Regions from separate parts of the Sus scrofa genome. Here regions 1 and 2 are each linked to region 3. Evidence: chromatin contacts called from public Hi-C and HiChIP or PLAC-seq data. All regions are on one chromosome and are shown on one strand. The core of a region is the stretch at or near the end of the contact, and the rest is flanking DNA. Distances in the headings are between cores, read along the strand shown.

The links. Hi-C and Micro-C count contacts between places; a contact is called where the count stands out from the background. HiChIP or PLAC-seq counts read pairs in DNA pulled down with a chosen protein or histone mark.
Region 1: a contact with region 3 is called in a Hi-C map of liver, with 2.2 times the contacts expected there. The contact joins the promoter of SERF2 here to the promoter of PDIA3 in region 3. A contact is called at or near these places in 1 of 47 Hi-C or Micro-C datasets (liver) and 1 of 2 datasets of contacts at active chromatin or transcription factors (alveolar macrophages).
Region 2: an H3K27ac HiChIP or PLAC-seq map of alveolar macrophages shows a contact between it and region 3. The contact joins the promoter of PPIP5K1 here to the promoter of PDIA3 in region 3. A contact is called at or near these places in 2 of 47 Hi-C or Micro-C datasets (adipocytes and brain) and 1 of 2 datasets of contacts at active chromatin or transcription factors (alveolar macrophages).

What each region holds. Positions count from the first base shown.
Region 1 is chr1:127,765,304-127,769,175 of Sscrofa11.1, reverse strand. SERF2 (small EDRK-rich factor 2) reads left to right here and starts at 1,658. Exons shown (of 3, transcript NM_001190206.1): 1 at 1,658-1,726; 2 at 2,344-2,452; 3 at 3,075-3,416. The coding sequence starts at 1,720. The coding sequence ends at 3,138.
Region 2 is chr1:127,863,408-127,867,076 of Sscrofa11.1, reverse strand. PPIP5K1 (inositol hexakisphosphate and diphosphoinositol-pentakisphosphate kinase 1) reads right to left here and starts at 1,590. Exons shown (of 30, transcript XM_021096881.1): 1 at 1,470-1,590.
Region 3 is chr1:127,812,815-127,816,918 of Sscrofa11.1, reverse strand. PDIA3 (protein disulfide isomerase family A member 3) reads left to right here and starts at 2,823. Exons shown (of 14, transcript NM_001195112.1): 1 at 2,823-2,992. The coding sequence starts at 2,826. CATSPER2 (cation channel sperm associated 2) reads right to left here and starts at 2,357. Exons shown (of 13, transcript NM_001244270.1): 1 at 2,027-2,357; 2 at 1,686-1,832; 3 at 858-1,031; 4 at 592-660. The coding sequence starts at 1,830.

The sequences.
Region 1 (3,872 bases), core at 409-2,908, 47 kb after region 3:
GTGACCTACACCACAGCTCACAGCAAAGCTGGATCCTTAATCCACTGAGCGAGGCCAGGAAATGAACCTGCATCCTCATGGATAGTAGTTGGATTGTTTCTGTTGCCACAATGGGAACTCCACATTGCATGTATGTATTTATTTTAGTGATTTTTATTTTTTCCATTATAGCTGGTTTACAGTGTTCTGTCAATTTTCTACTGCACAGCAAGGTGACCCAGTCACACATATACATATACATTTCTTTTTCTCACATTACCATGCTCCATCATAAGTGATTTGATATAGTTCCCAGTGCTATACAGCAGGATCCCATTGCCTATCCATTTCAAAGGCAATAGTTTGCATTGTATTTATTTTTATAGTTACTTCATGTTTGTGGGCAAGCAGTAACTGATTTTAAATTTACTAAAGGAATATTAAGTTTGGGCTGTATTCTTCACTTAAAACTGATATAATTTTTTTTTTTTTTGGCCACGCCCCAGGCATGTGGAAGTTTCTTGGCCAGGGATCTAACCTGCCTGTGCCACAGCAGCTCCAAGGCAGATCCTTGAACTACTGTGCCACTAGGGGGCTTCCGAAAAATTTTAACAAGAAGTAGTAGTGATTACTTGGATATGGCAAAAATCATGAGAATTTCCTGAATGTGGTTTATTGCATGCCCATTAGCGCTACGTTGAGACAGAAGCAAGTTTGAAGTTCTAGCCTCAAGTCAGTTCTGCTATGGGCATTAGCTAGAGAAAATCACAACCAATCCCTTCCTGTGAGATTTCCTAAGCATTTCTCCTTTATCCAGTGAATTCCCCAGGATAGGTAGGGAGTCGTAGACAGATTAGCAGTGCTGGGAATGAGAATTCAGCGGGAAGTCTAATCTTCCCGCCCTATTCAACTACCAATTACAAGCCAGGTATGGCTGGTGGAGATAGTAGTAGAGAAAGCTAGAGGGAGAAATGGACATAGCATGTGCATTTCCCAATCTCTCAGTCTGTGACTTTGGAGTCCTTCAATACTTGCAAGCAACATATTTAAAGCTTCCGTGGCGATAAGAGTAGGATCAAATTTTAGGACCTACAGGATGTGGTTGCTTATTTCCATATTGGAGGAGTTTGGATGGGGGAACAATGGGGTTGGAAGGGAGTTTCTGAAGTTGCGTCTGTACGTGATTTTACAGCGTACGTGAATTCAGGTGTCCTCATGAGTGGCTCGGTAGCGGTGGGGAATCCTAACCACAGAGTTTAGCCCCAGAGTCTTGCGAAAAGAACCTGGGGGACCATTTCCGCCGCCGAGATGCCCCGCCCTCCGTCCCTCCAAGGTTTCCTATGGGCGAGTTTGTCTCCCAAACCTTCCCCGCATGAGGTCACTCTGCCAGGTCACGTGCTCAAGCCCGCGGGAGCGCCACATCGCCAGCCGCACCCCTCCACCCCCACCCTGCCCACGTGACCCGGCCTACTTTCTCCCCACCCGACCCAACGACTTGCTCGGGAAGCCCCGCCCCACGCCGTGCGCTCTGCCTACGAACCTCCGCCTCTCAGCCGTCCGGGCTCAAGCGTGGCCCGTGGCCCCACGTGTTTACTCCTGTCCAATGGGAGTCGGAGTCCGGGAGCGAAGGGGCGGGGAGGAAAAGACGACTTCTTTACGCTGCGAGAAAGGGGCGGGGCTTCCAACGTCGTTCTGAGCGAGGGGACGCAACGGAGGCAGGCCGGAGCCGCTGCCGTCGCCATGACCCGTGAGCACCGAATCCCCCTTCTCTTGCCCCTTTCTCCTCTTCACCCTGCACAAGACTGCCAAATCTCGGCACTGACCTCCTTTTGGCTTCGCCAGCGAGACCCTTCTCTGGGAGAGGTCTATAGCGACCCTCACCCTAGCAGCCCGGAAATCGACCCTTCGCCCACCGCCACTTTTTGAGAACCTTACCCCCACCGCCCCTTCAGGCAAAACCCTTCCCAGACCTTCCGTGGTGTGGGGAGAAGCCCTGTGCCCCTGTGGTGGACCCCGAGCTCCTCTACTCCAGATCTCTGCCCATCCCCCACAGAGATCCATACCACGTACACCCACCACCACCACCACCTGTCTGGGCCCCCATGCTGCAACGAAATTCGAAACTTGTCTCTAGCAGGCTTCTCGGGACTGTCGTCCCTCGATTTCCCAGTTTGACCTGCCCCGTGGCAGCTTCCGCACCCCCCCTCCCCGCCCAATCTGCAGTCTAGGCCCTGAAAAACGGTCCCGTGTCGACGCCTGGGGAATGAAGTATTGGACCCTACTGGTGTCCCGGGTCAGGGAACAGGGTTGTCGGTGTGTGGCCAGAAAGGCTCTCGCGTCTCACCTTTTACCTTTTTTCTTTAGGCGGTAACCAGCGCGAGCTCGCCCGCCAGAAGAATATGAAAAAGCAGAGCGACTCGGTTAAGGGAAAGCGCCGAGATGACGGGCTTTCTGCTGCCGCCCGCAAGCAGAGGTAGCCCCAGGGAGGGGAGGGGAGGGTGGGGTGAGACCTGGGTTAGACCAAGGGTTGTACCAGCAAAGAGAACTACCTCAGGGCTTACCATCTGGACTAGTCGTGAGGGGCAGAGTGCATTGTTTGCTCTAGGGTTTTATTCCTCTCACCTTCTAAATTGTTAGCTCACAGCCATATAGGAACGGACTGGGGCTGGTGCTTACTCTCGGTCTGATTTGTGAGTGCCCCCCGGGTCTGACCTTAAGGGCAAGGGCAGGGAACTTCACATTTCAAATGCAGTAGTGGTTATGACAGCCCAGTCCTTTTGGCCCTCCTTGCAGTTCATTTGTCCTCCCTTCTCCCAACCTTTCTCACTGGTGTTGCTGGGTGTGGTACTTGGCACAGAATAGCCTTGGGCCTGTGTGGCCAGACTTCTGACCCCTTGGGCAAAAGCCAGATAGAGACTGATTGCCTTTTGAGCCTCAGCTCTCTTCCTCTTGTTCTCCTAGGGTGGGAATATAGCAGCCACACGCTGAATTTTGTCCCATCCACTTCCATCTTATCCTTTGTGCCCTTCATCCCCCTGCATCTTGTCCTTTTTGCCCTCTGGTACCTCCCAGTGCCCCATCATCTCTACCCCCAGGGACTCGGAGATCATGCAGCAGAAGCAGAAAAAGGCAAACGAGAAGAAGGAGGAACCCAAGTAGCTTTGTGGCTTCGTGTCCAACCCTCTTGCCCTTCGCCTGTGTGCCTGGAGCCAGTCCCACCACGCTCGCGTTTTCTCCTGTAGTGCTCACAGGTCCCAGCACCGATGGCATTCCCTTTGCCCTGAGTCTGCAGCGGGTCCCTTTTGTGCTTCCTTCCCCTCAGGTAGCCTCTCTCCCCCTGGGCCACTCCTGGGGGTGAGGAGGTTACCTCTTCCCAGTGTTTTTTATTCCTGTGGGGCTCACCCCAAAGTATTAAAAGTAGCTTTGTAATTCCTTGAGCGCCTGGTTTGACTGGGGATTTGGGGGGTTGGGGATGGAGGAATGGCTGCCTGCCCTTTCCCACCAAAAGGGGAGACCTTTAGACTCCAAAAGGTTGTGGATATGTAGATTAAGTGAAACGTCAAAGCAAAAATCCTTTATTGTGCTACAACAAACAGACAAATATGTTGGGTACGTGGTAGAGAAATCCTCTCAGAACCGTAGGGACTTCTTTTCTGTGATATCAGTCCCACACTCGGACCTTAAACACCATCTTAAGGATGGGGTTGAGGTCCTAAGAAGGAAGGCTCCAAGACCTAAATGTATGCCCCTCTTCCTTATTCTTCCTCAGTTTGCTCACCTTCTTGAAAGTTGGCCCAGATCCTGCTGCTCATTAACTTCCCATGGCTAGCTGCTCTCAAGTGTTCACATTCTCTTCTGTTCTGTCATTCCTCATGGAATGAGGGTGGTTTTTG
Region 2 (3,669 bases), core at 341-2,840, 51 kb before region 3:
CCCCTTCCCCCTCTTCCTTAATACTTTGTTGCAAAAGAAAAGAAAACCTCAGACTCCACAGCAGGCTAAAGGGCAGTCCTACTGGGGCCTGAATCACTGTGGAAGGGAGGGAAGAAGGGAGAAGATAGGTGAGGAAAGAGAGAGGAGCAGGTGGGCAGTCTTTTCAGAAACACATTAGGTCAGATGTGGAGAAGGGCTAGAAGGGAGCGTAAACTGTGTAAGGTCTTTATCCCTTACAATTGTGGTAGTTCTCTAATCTCTTTAACCACCATGCACTTCATGGAAACCCCCATTCATGATGAAAGAGAAGCTTCAGTACAGAGTCCAGGAATACTTCCAACACAGTAAAACCTCTCTGGCCACCAGCAGTATTTCCTTCAATAGTGGACCCCTTAGTTCCTTCTCAATGTAATTTTTTTTTTTTTTTGCCTTTTTTAGGGCTGCACCCACAACACATGGAAATTCCCATGAGCTAGGGTTCGAATCCAAGCTGCAGCTGCCAGCCTACACCACAGTCACAGCCATGCCAGATCCGAGCTGCGTTTGTCACCTACACCACAGCTCATGGCAACGCCAGATCCTTAACCCACTGAGCAAGGCCAGAATCAAACCTGCATCTTCATGGATACTAGCTGGGTTCATAACCTGCTGAGCCACAACAGGAACTCCCTTGATGTAACTTTTAATCTTTCATACATACCCTTATTCTGATACTGATGAACTATGCTGATGCCCTTGTTTTCAGGATCAACTCACTCATACTGCCTTCTTTCTCCAGCTTGCTAAAATGACTCTTCACTGACTCCTCCTAACCACTGCTAACAGGGACTGCTGCCCCCTCCTCCATCACTGACCAACCGATCCAATTAACCATCCAACTAATCCTCTCACTCACTGAGTCTCTAGCCTTAAGCAGTCCTCCAAACCCTCAGATGAGTCACCACACTTGGTAACATATTTATATGGAACATCACTGATTCCCCACAAAGACTGTCTGAGCGCCACTCTCTCCCCACCTACCTCTCTCCAGGCTCACCTTCTCTCCAGCAACCCCTTCCTCCGCAAGATGTGACTCCACTCCCACCCCTCCTCACACAGACCTCTCCACCCTGACCCTCTCCCCTGCAGACTCTCGTGCTCAGCCGGACCCCCTCTTCCTCGTGCAGACAGTCTCACGCCCACCTCTGCTCTCGCTGCCCCTCTCCTCGGTCCTCTCCTCACACAGCTCCGGGTCAGAATTACCACCTCCCCATCCCGACTCCTTTAGCCTTTGCCCGCCCCCGCCTTCCCCGCCTCACTCTCCCTTCGCTGACATTGAGGCCTCTCCCCTAGGTCTCTTCCCAGCGTTGCCCCCAGCTGCTGCTAAGCAGGGCCCTCAGCACTAGCGGAGCCCACTCTACTCAGCCCACCCCCTCAGATACCGCCCCCAGCCCCCAGCCACTCCCCCACCGCCCCCGGCCCTCACTCACCCGCCTCCCTGAGCTCGCGCAGCCGAACCTGCCGGCAGCGACACCTGACAGCGGCCCAATCAAAGCGCGACTTCTCTTCGCTGCCACCAATCAGCGGAGGGCGCGCACCGGCGGCAGAGTCAGGCTGCGTTGGCCGGCGCTACTGCGCGGAGGAGGGTGGCCTCTAGTGGCTCTGGGGAGGAGGTGCAACGTAATGTTCTCTGATTTCTAACTGCGTGGCCGACAGTCCAGATGCTCTCTGTCTAGACAGAAACTTTCCAATGAGAGGAAGGTGGGGTGCGGGGGCACGATGCAGGGGAAGAGGCCCAGTTTACGCCACTGCACCTTCTTGAGGACAAAACCAGGTCTTGTTTGTATTGTAAAATAAAACGATATGTGATAGGCGTAGAGATCCAATGAGTGTTGGTTGCAAATGTTAACGGACTAGAGAAGGCTTGTCTCCAAGGCTGGAGACAAAAACAGCGACAGAAACAAATCAGAAAGTTAAGGGCTAGAACAGAGAGACTTATTTATGGATGGGACAAGAAAATGCATGGACTTGGAAGGCTGAGTCAGTGGATTTCTATCTCCCTACTCTGCTTGCTCTCACCCTCTAGACTTGTTTGAATCCTGGGCCTTGCCTTTAATAGCTGTGGAGCTTTGGACAAGTCACTGAAATTCCCTCAGCCTCTGTTTTCTCACCTGTAAGAGTGTGGGATTAGAAACCCTAATCACAGGGTAGTGATTATATGAAAGTATTTTGTATGTTTGTGTTATTACTAATCTTGCATCCTCACTAAGGTTTTCCTGGTTCAAAACAATTCCAAGTTCCCCAGTTCTTCTCTGCAACTTAGCACTTTTTCAGTCAAATGCCTCATTATACTGACCCCAAGTCGTCCCGAATGACTTGGACTAACCCTAAGAGAAAGAGATTCTGAAAAAGCAGGACCTTATGATCCTTCCCTGCCCACCCCCTGAATCCTCCACCTGCCTTTTGACTGTAGAAAAACTTTAGTCAAGGAGTAAGTTTAATCAGAGACACAAGAAAATGCAGAAGCAAAGGAAAAACAGTCAAACAAGACCAAATAATAATAGTCATTAAGACATTTAGTTCCTTCTCAAGGGCTGTAGATGATATTCTGAGCCATATCCTGTGAGCTGTTTTGTAGGTACTGAGCCCAACTCCCACCATGTGGAAAAAAGTTAACTACATGATGACCAGGCTGTAGCCATGACATGCTACCATAATTCTGAGAACTGGCCTCAAGGAAATGGCAATAAACCCACCCTGAAACTGAAGACTAACTGTACTTAAAACAATCAAGAGGACATTGATCAGACCAGCACATGACCAATCTCAAGACGACTGTCAGAGCTAACTGCTGTTTCTGCCTGTAGCCCCCCTCCCTTTACCTGTAAAAATCTCTTCATTGTCAGTGGGCAGGAGCATTTGGGCTTAATTCCCTCCCCTTTTCCCTTTATTTCGTAGTTGTCAGCCTACATACAAAATAAAGCGAACTTTCCTTTCCACCAACTTTGACTGTTAATTGACTTTAGAGCAGCAAGCAGCCAGACCCCATTTTTGATAACAATACCTCCTCATTACCTATTACAAACTCAAGAAGGCTGAATGAAGCCTATTTCCTATAAAAAAGAAACAGGATGGAATTCCCATTGTGGCTGAGCAGAAACAAACCTGACTAGTATCCATGAGGATGGAGATTCACAGACAGGGTCCTGGCTGTGGCTGTGGCTGTGGTATAGGCCGGCAGCTCTAACTCCCGTTTGCCTGGGAACTTCCATATGCCGTACCTGCAGCCCTAAAAAAAAGAAAATAAAAGAAAGAAAGAAAAGAAAAGAAACAGCAGATCCAGAAAAGACTTGTACTCAGGAAGGTTCCCACAGGGTCCTGCTGGGTTATACTATTTGGTGTATTTAATAATAATTATCATTACATTTAATACTTATAAAGCACTTTACAATTACAAGGCATTCTAGTATATATTATTTCATTAAATTGAATTGGATTGTTCCAATGGTTGAGTAGAGTCTATGTTTTCAGGAGGATGAGAGATAACTTACCTAGAATATATTTTAATAAGTTCTTTGAAGGACTAGTGCTGCAGAGGGGCTATGACCCTGAGCATGAATTAGTGTTACCTAAAAACTGGGTTTGCTTCTTGATGGGTGTCAAGCCAATAGACATAAGACAAAGATTGGG
Region 3 (4,104 bases), core at 1,574-4,073:
AGGATGAAACAAGGACATGAGTACTGCTACTCTCTTTTCTCAGTAGTTTGAGATGATAATCAAATGAACTCACAGATCCTCAAGACATTATTTTGCTTTTAATACATTTCATAAAATTTATGATTGGTTTTAGAGTCATTTACTTTTTAAGTCATTTCTTGGCTCAATCTAATATTTTAGTTGTACCTCATTTTATACACATTGTGAGCTTTTTTATTTGTACTTAAATAATCGTTCTAAACATACTTATAAAAATATAAATGTCGGGTCACTTGGTGATAGGAACCAATATCTCTTAATAGAAAAGATTAACTGAAATATTAGACTAACCTGATACAAGAAATATAAGTGGTTTTCCAATCTTCAATACCTTGTGAGTCTATTACACCCTACCTCTAAGTGTCTAGACTTCCTTATATCCACTACTCTCGAGCACCCTCCAAATGTTTCTAGGTCTTAGCAGTTGTACAAATCCTGCTCCAAGAGACAATGTAATTGTCCCTATCACATCTCAAGTAACATTCAAATATGCAAAATGATCATTTTAAAGGAGAAATGACTCCCACCCCTTCATCCAATGTCAGTTCTCACCTATTTCAACCATCAGTACAATCGTGTTCAAAAAGATGAGGAAGATGATGAAGTTTGTGAAGAGAGGACCTGTTTTCTCTTAAGAAAACATACAGAATAGAGTTCTTTTTGATATACACAGGCCACATGATTAGGGCAAGAATAAAACCAGTGAGAATGAGAAGAAAATGGAGTTTGAGAAGGGAAAAATTAGTCAAATTAGGCAGATGATGAGGCAAGAGAGACAGTAAAGGCATGGATTAAAAATGAGAGGCATGAAAGGATACACTCAAGAACCCATCCAGCCCACAAGGAAAGAGGGGGCCTCTGGCTACAGCGCACTCGAAGGGTACTCATCAGCCTCTGGCCATGTGTGATCCGTCCTACGTGACAAGGCTTTATGGAGAAGCGCACAAGCTGGTGTTGATCTCCCAACATGAGTTTCTTCTGACGGGAAGGATCTACACCAAAAATTTAAAAAAAGGGTGGGGAGAAGACATTGGATAAATATAATAAAGAGTAGTCTTTGGGAGTATGAAGAGCTGCTGGTAGGATTGAGGGCAGGAATGCTGGTTACATAATGGGGCCCCAGTGCAGGGGCTTACCTTGCTGCTCCCTCATACAGCAACTGATATTAGTTTGGAGTAAGAACTAACCTATCTCTTAGGACTAACACTGTCCATGACCAAGAACAAAGGCCATAGGTTCAACCTAAGTGTCTTTGGTAAAAATCTCCTAGTTAGCCAGGGTTGGTAGTTATTCTAAGCCTAAAAGTGAATGACATGGGTTCTATCTCCTGTATTCAGAGTTTTATTTATAAACACTTTGATTTATCAAGCTTGGTATATGAGTTCCCTGTGGCTCAGTGGGTTAAGGATCCAGCATTGTTACTGCAATGGCTCGGATGGTTGCTGTGACGAGGGTTGGATCCCTGGCCCAGGAACTTCCAGATGCCAAGAGTTTGGCCAAAAAAAAGTTTGGTGTAACTTCCAAACTAGCAGCCAAACCAATCTCCCCTGAATTTTCCACCTTTAAAATTCTCCCTCTGCTTCCTACTCATTGGTGGTGTGAACAGGAGACTTAAATTCATCCTAGGGAAGAAAGAGGCTGCTGACCAAGTATCTCTCGGATGGTGTGCCGTGGCACAGCTTGGCTCAAGCCTTGCAGGTGCTCGATGAGAGAGAAAGTATCAATCAGACGGGAACGAATGGCATCAGCTCGGGGCAGTTGCATGTGTCCTGTTGGGCCGTAAGTGGCCATGTCTGTTAAGAACATGAAAGAATCGAGTGTTATTTCATTTCAAGCTGGAGTTGCACCACAGCTTAGAGGTTCTCTTTCCCTCCTCCCAACCTCTTTGCCCTTAAGAAGACAAATGTTATATACCTAGACGCAAGGCTTTCTGAAACAAAAGGAGTCATAACAGAGAATCTGCGCAGTTGACTACATGGACAGGTACCTTTACTTGTGTGACAGCATTTCTAGTTAAAAGCAGCAGCCAACAAAGAGCAGGAGTCCTGAGCTGGACAAAGAGGAATTCCGGCACCACCTGGACCTGAGGGAATCGGGTCATGAATGCAATGATGGGAGGAATGGGAGGGCTTAGGACTGCCCGCTATGAAAAACCAAGTTAAGAGGAATTGGACAAAATGCAACAGCCTGACATTTTGAAAAGGTATCCCGTCCCGAGTATCCACTCCAACTTGCTGCCTCAGGCGCCAGCTCCTTCTCTCAGTTCCCGATTCTGGGCCTCACCTCAGGCCGGGCTCTCTTCCGCTCACTCAGCCCTGAGTTCGCTATCCCAGTCTCCGGCTCTGGCACCCCCCCTGAGCTCTGCTCTCCCCACGCGGGACGAGCTCAAGGTCGGTTCCTAGCCTCGCTGCGCCCCACGCCCAGCTCCGCCCGGTCCCGCCCTCTCCCGGGGTTCCGGCTCGCCCCCGGCCCACCCGGAACACCAGCCCCCAGCCCGGGCCCCCTCCCAGCCCAGCTCGCCAGGCGCTTGCCGCCTCAGCCCCGCCCCGCGCTTCGACCACTCGGCGGTTACCAGCTGGTCCCGCCCGCCCGACGCAGGCGCCGCGCAGCCAATCAGCGGCTGCCACACTGCGGCCCAGCCGGGCTGGGGGGTTGGGACCTCCGGCTGCAGGTCCGCCTGGGTCAGACGCGCGAGCTGAGGCAGAGGGTGAGTGGTCGCCGGCACGGCCTCCGCAGTCCCCGCCGAACCCTGACCCTCCTGGCCGCCCCCGCCTCAGCTGGTCGCCATGCGCCTCTGCCGCCTAGCGCTGTTCCCGGGCGTGGCGCTTCTTCTCGCCGCCGCCCGCCTCGCCGCTGCCTCCGACGTGCTGGAACTCACCGACGACAACTTCGAGAGTCGCATCTCCGACACGGGCTCTGCGGGGCTCATGCTCGTGGAGTTCTTTGCCCCCTGGTGAGGCCACTTAACCGGGGCGGGAGAGGGAGGGCCGGGCTGAGCCGGAGCGAGGGCGCGGGAACGGTTAGGCCTACGCAGCGCCGGCTCCCTCCATCATCGCCGCGATCCCGGCAGCAGCCCGCAGATTTTCCACCTACGGGGAACCGAGCTGCCTCACCGAGAGCGGAGGAGTCGGTGCTGATGGCCTGGAAGCGAGACCGGAGAGGGAAAACGCGAGGCCCCTCTCCCGCAGGGCCACATCCTTACCTCGGTGCTCTTGTGGCACTTCCTATTGCAGAGGGTTTAACCACCATACCACACCACCCCCGCCCGCCGCCTTTCCCCGCTTCGTTTCGTATCTTTACAGTTTTCTGGGTGAGTCAGTGTTGCTGTTTGCCATTCATTAGACGAGCATCGCAAGGCCTTATATTGGAAGTCAGCGTTTCACCAAGTGCAGAAGCCCTGGGCCCCCACGGTACTTCCTTTCTTGCCCCACGCAGCCATTGGTTTCTAGCCAAGGTCACTCAGTGGCTGCAGAATGGTCATAAGTGCTTTCTTGAGGCAGGCAGTTATTTTGTCCATCACATGGTGCGCTTTCACCATTAAGCCCATCACTTCTCAACATTAGCAGAATTTTGTTAAAAAAAGAGTAAATAAACAGAGTAATTCTGTTAGAATCTGTCTAAATGGTCACTTTTAGTTAGGATTTCTAAAAAATGCCAAAGACCCCAGTGAGAAGGTAGTGTTGGTGAAATACTCCACTTGAGTGATATAACTGAACAAGAATGTAAATTCTTTTGGATAAAACTAAATGGAAATAAAAAGCTGGTGGGTGGGGGTGGGGAGAGACCAAATAGGATTTCTGGCCCAGTAAACCAGCACTCTGGTGGTGGTGTGGTGTTTTTTTTTTCCCCCAAAAAAATCTTTACCAGATTATCTTTACGATGATTATCTTAACACTGGGGACAACTCAGTATAAGCACACTAATTGTAGTACTTGATTTTTCTTCTGCGACAATGACCCTAAATTAAAAATTATGTGTATTCAAAAGTTACAGCAAAAGAATATTAGGTAACTTTCACTTGCTTCTGATTCTCATCTTCATTCTGCAAGGGTTCAGCTGACTTGA